Linked DNA regions of Mus musculus: all the other regions are linked to region 2. Evidence: chromatin contacts called from public Hi-C and HiChIP or PLAC-seq data. All regions are on one chromosome and are shown on one strand. Each heading gives the region's core, a stretch centred on a gene start, on an enhancer-like site or on the middle of the called end of the contact. The rest is flanking DNA. Distances are from core to core; before and after follow the strand shown.

Region 1 (3,054 bases), core at 325-2,824, 150 kb before region 2:
GGATTGCAGGGTATCACAGTTTTCCATTTGCACTGGGAGCTTTCCAGGGCACTGATAACCTTCAATCCAGCAGTTTGGCATAGCTCCAGGGTATATCCTAAGACACTTTCATCTTCGTGTGGCTGTGAAGGCAGCACAAAGGCGGGATGGTGTTCACTCAGGATCTGGGCAGACACAGAGAAAATCATGAACTCTTCTTTCTAGATCAGTGCCGCATCCCCAGAGCCCCAGCAGCCAGCATGCTACTCTGGAGGGCGTGTGCTGTGAAGAAAATGAAGGAATGCAAAGCGAGGTGGCATTCTCTTCACCTGGCAGAGATACTGTCACCAGAAGTGTGCCTGTAGTTGTCATATGTCAGCGGACCACCCTCAAGCTAAAGGCAAGAGTGATGTGTGTGATGTTTGAGAGCTCTATGCTGGTCTCAGTGGCTTGGAGTCCACTGTTGCATTGTGAGTAGTCATACTTTCTAGAGAACAATGTAGGTGACTAAATGCTGTACATCTAACCATGGCTCCATCAAAAAGTTGGGGACTGCGTGGCAACTGCTGTGACAAGGACCCTTTTTAAAGGCTAATAAAATAAAATAAAATGAGGCCTTCAAAAGCAAGGTTTGGGAGCCAGAGAGAGCTTAGCTTAGCTGTTAAGAGCACTAGCTCTTATTTCAGAAGACCCTGGCTTGAGTCCAGACATAGGTGTGGCAAGGCTCACATTCTCTACTGACCAAGCACTGACAGCTTTGAGGGTTCCTGTAACCCCAGAGGTGTCCCTCATGTGGCTTCTCAGGTTTCAGTGGCTCTGGTGGTGGCTTTCACACAGCTCATGGCTGTCAGTTGCTCTGATAATGTCTTCCATATATACCATCAATGGTGTTTCCCACATCACTTTGGAAGTTTCCAGTGGCTCTTCCAGCATCCTTGACTGTGCCGAATATAGAAGAAACACATTCTCCTCATAGAGCCACAGATCCCAAGATCAAGTGGTCAGAGTTCAGGGGATTTTCCATTTGATAGCAAGGGGGTCAAACAGCAGGTATGTCTAGAGCGCACCGCAAGTCTCATTCCAGATGGTGACTCTTCAGATGAAACAAGTGAGGACCGAGGGCGCCGTTTCCACTATGTTCACTCTAGTGCCACGGACTCCCTCACACTAGCTGTCAGGCACTCCTCGAATTATGCAGTTCTTGTAACAATTGACAGTGATGTGGTCTTTTAGTGACCCCCGTCTGTATACCGATGGGCGCCAGGCAGTGTGGCAGCTGGCAGGGCTCTTTCCAAACGCTACTTACTAGCTTCTTACCTTCTTAGCTAGAGTTTATGCAACTCAAATTCATATGCTTTCCCTCAGTCTCCCACCCACGCCTTTCCCAGTTTTCTCAAACCCACCTCCACTCTCAGCCTCCATCTTCCTTTATAACCCGGTGAACTTTGCCAGCCCTCCTGAGGAGCAAGAAGCCGCGCACCTCTCCCCTTCCTCTCCTCCCCCTGGTGGGCGGAGCAGCTCTGCTTCAGCTCCTGTTGCTATGACTCTGTTGCTAGGATCAGGCTGTCTCCATCCCCGGCAGGAAACATGTAATGAATTATGGATGGCTGATTCTCTCGGAGAGACCTGATCTGTAATGCAGATGAGCTCAAAGCACCCCCTTTTCTTCTGGTTTCTTAAGAAAAAAAAATCAGTTTTAAATCTGACGGAGCGCTGTCCAAGCCCCAGTTGCCCCTGGCAGTGGCTTCTGCTGAGATGGGTGCTGATTTTCATGCAAAGGGCCTGGGCCAAGCTCTGCTATTTGTGCTGAGGGCCTTGCAGGATTTTCTCTGGTCCTGTGACCCTGTGGGGCATGCTCGCTTTTCTCTCTCTTTTTGTGCTGAGAGGAGAAATGGAATATAAACACTAACATGACATTTTATACAAACACTAGACATGACATTTTCTAAGTGCATGGCCTCCTCCTGTGGGCACAGTGCAAGCACTGAAGGCCAGGTCTCAGGTTCATCCATTCTCTCTCTCTCTCTCTCTCTCTCTCTCTCTCTCTCTCTCTCCCTCATTTATAGCTCTCCCCGCACTCCCCCCCCCAACCCGGTTCCAGCCATCTTTGTGCACAGAAGCCCGCAACAGCGAGGGCAAGAGAGGGCCTGCATTGCAGGGTCACTGTCAGCATAGTGGCTTTGATGCTACCCCACTGCCCTGAGGTCACGGGTCAGAGGACAGAAGCTCTGTCCCCTACCCTTTCTCTTTCCAGCATCCAGAGTGTATGTCCATGAGCGTGGATGTCAGGAGGAAGTCTCAATGCCTATTGATCATTCCATGTGCCCTGTGGAGCAGCTCTGGGCTCCAGGATGGGTAGCAGTGTTGCTGTGGTACAGCTTGCTCAGAACTATTGGCAGGATTTTTGCATCGTGAAGAGGCAGCCAACACAATTTGGGAACGTCTTTGGTTTGCTCTGGAGAGATGTTCAGAGGGTAAAATGCACACAGGCGCTGGGTGTGGGATGTGAGACTGTACCTCCAGTACTGGAGTAGGAACTGGTATATCCCAGGGGCTCACTGGCCAGCCAGTCTACGAAAACAGTGACCTCTGGGATCAGTGAGAGACCATGTCTCAAAAAATAAGTTACTGGGGAAGGCAGGAGAGCCAACATCTGGGTTCCATATGTGCACATACATGCTTCCCACACCTGAGCGGATGGGGGAGAACATCAAAGCTAAAAGAGAGCTGGAGAGATGGCTCAGCAGGCAGGAGCACTGGCTGCTCTTGCAGAGGGCCTGCTTTCAATGCCCAGTAGCTGCCAACTGTCTTTAACTCCAGTTCTAGGGGATCTTCTGACCTCCGCAAGCACCAGGCACTCACAGGTGGTGCACAGACATACACGCAGGCAAAACACCAGAACACATAAAAATAAATGATTTATTTACTTAACAAACAAACTTAAAAAAAAGCCTTTTCCAGTTATCCATGTGACCAGAAATTAAATATCCAGACTGTATAAATCATTTTTAAAATTAAAACCAAACTCTCTTCCCCTTATCCAGTCAATAAGCAGGTGATTGAATTGAATAGACA
Region 2 (2,807 bases), core at 153-2,652:
TTCCCTTAGCTATGTACAATTAATTACACAGTTAATAAGGGAAATACGCTAATGAAAGGAACGCTATTTACCCAGACCGCCTGCCTTCACCAAATATCCTTTGTATGTTTCTCTCCTTGTAATTTTGGTATACAGACAATTTAAAAGGAAAAAAAAACAAAAAAACAAGAAACAATCCAGTTGACAGAGTGGTAGCATTTAATGCTAGTCTGCAGCTACTCTGGTTAAAAACAAGTCTAAAGGAATTTTAATCCAATTTTATATTTCTACTGACTTCTGCTTTTTGAAAGTCCTGAAATAGCCATTTGTCAAATAAATAATTACCACTAAGCTACTGCGCTGCTCCAAAGATGTAGTTATCTCCACACATTGAAAACACGGAGAATTTTAGAAGAAATTACGAGGAAGACAAAAAGGGAAAGCTCAGCCCATCTGCACAGACCCACACTCTTTTCTTATCCCCCAAACCTCTCTTAGAACGATCAAATCCGCTCATTCTGTTTGGATAATCAAAGTTTGACCGCAGATGGATTAGCAGACACCAATACTACCCTTTATGGAGAAAGATACCACCTTCTCAGGCTTTGGCAAAGTCTAAACTCAGAAGACAACTACAAAAGGCAAGCTGGATAAAGCTGGTTTTGTTTGCTCTTTATAGCACACAAGGACGTATGAAAAGGTTCATGGCAAATCTTTATTTTACCATGTATTTGTATTACCACAGATGGGGGAATGTTCCTTACTAAATTAGAAAGTAGCCATTTGATTCCAGTTGTCACCATATCCCTTTGACATAAAGAATGTACTTTAACCTATGAGATCTTTTTAAAAATTCTATTAGTAAACCAACGCTGTATTCCAAAGGGTTAAGGGGAAAGGCAGGGGATAAGGGGTTTAAAAAGCACTCATGAAGTGCACTTCTGATAACCAAGCCCACCCTTTTAGCAGGGAAACAGATTCTCTGGGAAAAAAAAAAAAACAGTTTCCACAGCAAACAATACCCACTGCTCCCTCCATGCTGGGGCCCTGTAGAGTACCACCGTGGTGCCTGCCACCCACGACCACATTTGGAGAGTCAGGCAATGGTGCCTTTAAGAGCCTCCTCCTAGACCCCTGCTGTGGAATACTTCTGAATGCAGAGTTACAGAAAATTCATCTGTTTAAACCAGCTCTCCATCCACCTCACACCAATGGGATGGTCTACAAAATCCAAACGCTGCTTCCAAGTCACAACACCAGGAGCTGTCGTTCTCAAAGACCCAAAGCTTTCCTTCCTATTCCCCAACCCAGCACAAGAAGGCCCAGTGGAGACATTTCGCCCGGTGGATGACGACAGTGGTTAGAGCAGGGAAACCTTTGGGAAGCAGGAAGAGGAGGGATGGTTGCTTAGCAACGCACAGCAGCCTTGCGGTTACAAAGCAGCGGGCTTTTCTTAGCAGCAGCCTTTTATATTCTGTGCCAGTGATGTAGTCATTACGATTTTCTGATGAAGTTTTTAGGAAGAATAAAGAATTCCAGCAAGTGCTGCAAGGTTACCTAGGACAGTGACACAGGCGGGGGCTTTGTCTCATGAAACGTTAGGATACTGGGTTTTCTAACACATTAGAGAATATTTGCAGAGATTTTGAGCGTGTCCACTGCAAGCAGAGAGCTTTGATTTTTTTTTTTATCTTCCTAAAGCTAACAGGCTATATGCTTGTGAGAAATGACACACAGCCAAAGAAACCGACTCGGAACCAGTAAGACAACATTACACAAAACCCAAACCCTGTGCTCAATTCTCCAGCAGGCAGAAGACATGAGCCCCAGGGTCTAGCTTTCTTCTCCACCTCCCCAGATCTTTCTAGAAAAGCAAAATGGCTAAAATGTTGATGAAGTCAAAAGTTAGCATGCAACCCAGAAGGCCCCCACCTTACACAGTCTCATCCGGTTATTCCAGACAAGGTACCTGAGTGAGGGCCAATAGAGTATCTGACAGCATGAATGTCCACATTTTACGGTGAAATTTAGAGTGAAGACCATCACATATTCTTAATCTTTTCCTAGCTCAATGCCAGTCATATTGCGAAGTGCCCAAGTCACAAGCCATATATTTACCAGGCTTGACAGGTGAAGAAAGAGTGACTGCCAGTGGCTGCCTGCTTACACCACCTGGGTATCTCCCAGGCTACTGCTATGTACAGGTGCAATTTCCTCCTGTGCTCATTGCCTGAGCTCCACAGCTCACTGCCTGAACTGTTGCTCTTCCTTTCCTCCTCCTCCTTCCTCCTTCCTTCTTCCTTCCTTCCTCCTCCTCCTCTTCCTCCTCCTCCTCCTTTTCCTCCTCCTCCTCTTCCTCCTCCTCCTCCTCCTTCTTTTTTTTTTTTTTTAAATACAAGATCTTATATGCAGCCTTGGCTGGCCTGGATTCTCTATGTAGAGCAGGCTAGCCTTGAGCTCATATAGATATTCATGCCTATGTCTCTGGAGTGTGGGAATTAAAGGCTTGTGCCATGTCACCTGTGCTGCCTGCCTGGCTTCTTTGAGGACATAAGGTGACTGTCTTCTGAGCACAGAGAATGAGGGTGGTATTTAGATGCATCGGTCAGTAGGATATGAGATTCCATGCAGAACAGCACTTCACTGCACCCTGTGCTTTATCTGTACATAGCATTTCTAGTAACATAAAAAAAAGAAAGCCTCAAGTGTCTTCCTCTACAACAGACATCGGAAAGATGGTAGCCATCCATTTACAGAACTAAGGGCTATGTCCAGGAATACAACACGAAGAGAAGTCCCATGCAAATCCTTGAGAGAGGGGCAGGCCA
Region 3 (2,988 bases), core at 175-2,674, 160 kb after region 2:
CCTGCTTGCTGATCTCTGGGAACCAGGATAGCATGCTCACATGAACTCAAAATGAAGATACCTCCCAACAAGAGATACAGTCAGTGTCCATGCCCTGGCTGAATCCACAGTTCTTGTTTGCACCAGTCACAGTTCAGTGCCTCTAGCCTGACTGAGCACTTGGTTTATGGGAACCTCTGCTGGGTTATGTGTCCACAACACATCAGTTTCTATGACAAAATACCCAGCAAAAGTCAACTTAAAAGAAGAAATGTTTGTTTTGGCTCACTGTTTCAGAGGTTTTAGTCCATGGTCACGTGATACCATTTCTGGACTGCGATGAGGCTGAATCTCAGGCATGGTCTCACCCAGCTACTCACATCATGGCATCCAGGAAACAGAGGAGAAGAAGGTGCAACAACAACAAAAATCCCCCTAAGTTACTCCCCTAACAATCCATTTCCACTTCCTACCTTCTACAGTGCCATCAATCAGGGACCAATGCTCTAGCAATGACCTTTTGGAGACATTTACGATCCAAACTATAGCATGTCTGGATTCTGTCTCTGATGCCTGACCTGTGACAACATAGGATGGGCCCAAATCCCCGTGTCAGCCTTGTCTCATAACTGGTAGGTGATCCAGTGATCTGTGTGCATACAGCACATGGTAACCAGGGATGTGAACAGGAGCCATGTTCCTCTCTGATTCCAGCCTACAAGAATCTTTCTCAGTCCTTCCTCCTGGCACTGGCTACAGGACTTGGTCCTGGGCAAGGCAGGGGAGGGCAACCTTGAGCATTCCTAGAATGCCCATATCAGGGTATTGCCTGTCTGGCTCACTCTATGTACTGCTGGTGACCTGACCTCTGAGCCATTATCTGACTTTGGATCCATATGTGTAGCTGGTCCTAACTCCCCCATTATTTGAGTTCACAACCAGTGACATCATTAGGCATCTGCAGACTCTTCCCCTAGATCTCAGGAATATTTGTTTTTTGGCCCTTCAAGGTCAGAGGTTGATAAAGGCTGTGTTTTGTAAGAAGAGAGACCTATATGAGGCCTAACCAATCTCAGGAAGGTTGGTATAACTGTTTTGAATCCTTCATATGAGATTTAGCAGCACGAGGAGGCCTGGTTTCCTGGAGAACATGTTAGGTACTGGGGAGAGCTTCTCATGTTTATAGTGTTTATGTTCATGCAGCCTTGCTCACATCTGCCAGTGGCCTCCATGTGCAAGATTGGCCTGTGGCTCTGGGTTGTATTGTCTGTGAGTCAGAAACACTGAACTGGACAGCATGGGCCATAGCCAGTCCAGCTTGGCTACCATCTCTACATGGCCTCTAGAAGCCTCAGGAACCTTTGGTGGGGAGCAGACAATGGGGTGTGGTGAGGAAGGCGGTTAACATAACAAAGGCTCCCAGTACAGAGTCCCTCCGCCCCCTGTGAGTTTGGGAGTGACAGATGCTGTTAGCTTTGGCCCTCTCCAACACTGCCTCTGACAGCCCTTGACAGTATTCTCAGCCTTAGAGCAAGGTCCTTCTCTGTCTGCATGAATGCACTTGGAGCAGATGCTGGAAAATGGAAGTCAAACGCACCCTTTTTGTTACTGCATTTCCTTTTCTGTGAGTAACATGTGTGACGTCGTAAGGGATTTATAACTGCAGAGAAAGTGTTAATTGTGATGGAGTCTGATGATGAGCTAAAGCTTGAACTCCACTCAGAGCCTGCTGCAACTTTGTTTCAGAAAATTAAGAATTAGGAAACAGGAAATGACACAGTATCCACATGTGTGCACACATAAGCACACAGCTACACATTTATGTGGACAGATGTGCAAGTGGATGCATAACAGATACAGGGTTTGCAAGTGCTATGCTCAAACATTCATTTGCATATCCACATGCATACCCACATGTGCACACACTTTTGCATGGACAGATGTATGGACATGGTACTGTAACATGATTTCTACACCACACACATCAGAATTCATAATGACAGTGGCAAAGTCTTTTTAGGATATGCATTTGACAGAAATGGACACTGAGATCCAAGCTCAGGCCTCCCAGGGGCTCAGCCAGGGAGAAGTGGAGGTTAGATCTGCATTTACTTTGCTCCTCTGATCTTCCTTTAGAAGTACCTGTGTCTAGAGTCAGGTAGCTTCCATTATCTGAGCTCCATAGAAATACCTGTGTGTCCTTTCTAGAGACAGATAAATAAGCTGTGACTTGGATTCAAATGGAAACATGATGCCAGAGGTAAAAAGAATATAAATTGAAATGAATAAATCTCAACATCATAGATCAGACAGGAAGATAAAGGGGTACACTAGCATTTATGAAGGTAGACCATTGCTCCTGCATAAGCCTACACACACAAACTGAGGAGAGCTTTGGGCTATCTTCCTTCTAGGCCCAAATAAAGGGGTTGGGGGTCTGTTAAACTTTTCAGAGACCCTGAGAGTACCCAAGCCCACAAAAATGGAACTGGAAAGAGTATAATGTTGCTGTCTCCCAAGCTGTGTTTATTAAACAGCAAGTAGCCATGAGCCCATCAGAAATATATAGGCATACATATGATAACTGTGTGTTATCTTAAAAAGGTCAGATGAGTGCTTATTATCCTGTGCTTATAAGGTCAAAGGCTAGTGTAGAACATTGGAAAACACCATCCACATGGTCAAAGCATCCAGGTTTACCTTCATGGTTTATGTATGGTTGAATGAGTATTCCTATGCAGCAAGAGATTTCTTCTTAGGAGTTTAGAGGGTAGTCTGATGCTGCATCCAAGGCTCACTTACGTCTAAGGGGGCCAGCCACTGGGCTGTTCCCTGCAGGCAGTCACTGCCATGTAGCTGACCATGTGATAGGTTTTTTTTCATAGCTTGGTCTTTACATGACAATCTGTAATATCATGTATAAACCTATGACATTCAGTCTTTGCAGGGTGGTTTTTGCAGGTTCTGGACTATACATCAGCATGTGGCCCTTGAAGTGTAGATGAAACT

What was found. A called contact is a pair of places that touch in the nucleus more often than the background predicts. HiChIP or PLAC-seq counts read pairs in DNA pulled down with a chosen protein or histone mark.
Region 1: a Hi-C map of forebrain shows a contact between it and region 2, with 2.6 times the contacts expected there. The contact joins two enhancer-like sites. A contact is called at or near these places in 3 of 484 Hi-C or Micro-C datasets (cortical neurons, forebrain and olfactory sensory neurons), 4 of 115 datasets of contacts at active chromatin or transcription factors (embryonic forebrain, embryonic midbrain, embryonic stem cells and 1 more) and 1 of 9 other capture datasets (embryonic stem cells).
Region 3: a contact with region 2 is called in an H3K4me3 HiChIP or PLAC-seq map of embryonic midbrain, with 3 times the contacts expected there. The contact joins two enhancer-like sites. A contact is called at or near these places in 6 of 484 Hi-C or Micro-C datasets (embryonic stem cells, forebrain and nephron progenitors), 5 of 115 datasets of contacts at active chromatin or transcription factors (embryonic midbrain, embryonic stem cells and extraembryonic endoderm stem cells) and 1 of 9 other capture datasets (embryonic stem cells).

What each region holds. Positions count from the first base shown.
Region 1 is chr12:117,343,966-117,347,019 of GRCm38.p6, reverse strand. No RefSeq gene overlaps it. Among named protein-coding and RNA genes, the nearest start is that of Gm5441, 8.5 kb to the right of the region's middle. Within about 2 kb of position 1,574, at least 94 of the 459 cell types and tissues checked have an H3K27ac peak or open chromatin away from gene starts, as enhancers often do. A contact at or near this core is called in cortical neurons, embryonic forebrain and forebrain, where this site is marked.
Region 2 is chr12:117,195,481-117,198,287 of GRCm38.p6, reverse strand. All of the region lies in intron 14 of Ptprn2 (protein tyrosine phosphatase, receptor type, N polypeptide 2), which reads right to left. Among named protein-coding and RNA genes, the nearest start is that of Gm10421, 46 kb to the right of the region's middle. Within about 2 kb of position 1,402, at least 79 of the 459 cell types and tissues checked have an H3K27ac peak or open chromatin away from gene starts, as enhancers often do. A contact at or near this core is called in cortical neurons, embryonic forebrain and forebrain, where this site is marked.
Region 3 is chr12:117,038,042-117,041,029 of GRCm38.p6, reverse strand. All of the region lies in intron 12 of Ptprn2 (protein tyrosine phosphatase, receptor type, N polypeptide 2), which reads right to left. Among named protein-coding and RNA genes, the nearest start is that of Gm10421, 110 kb to the left of the region's middle. Within about 2 kb of position 1,424, at least 13 of the 459 cell types and tissues checked have an H3K27ac peak or open chromatin away from gene starts, as enhancers often do.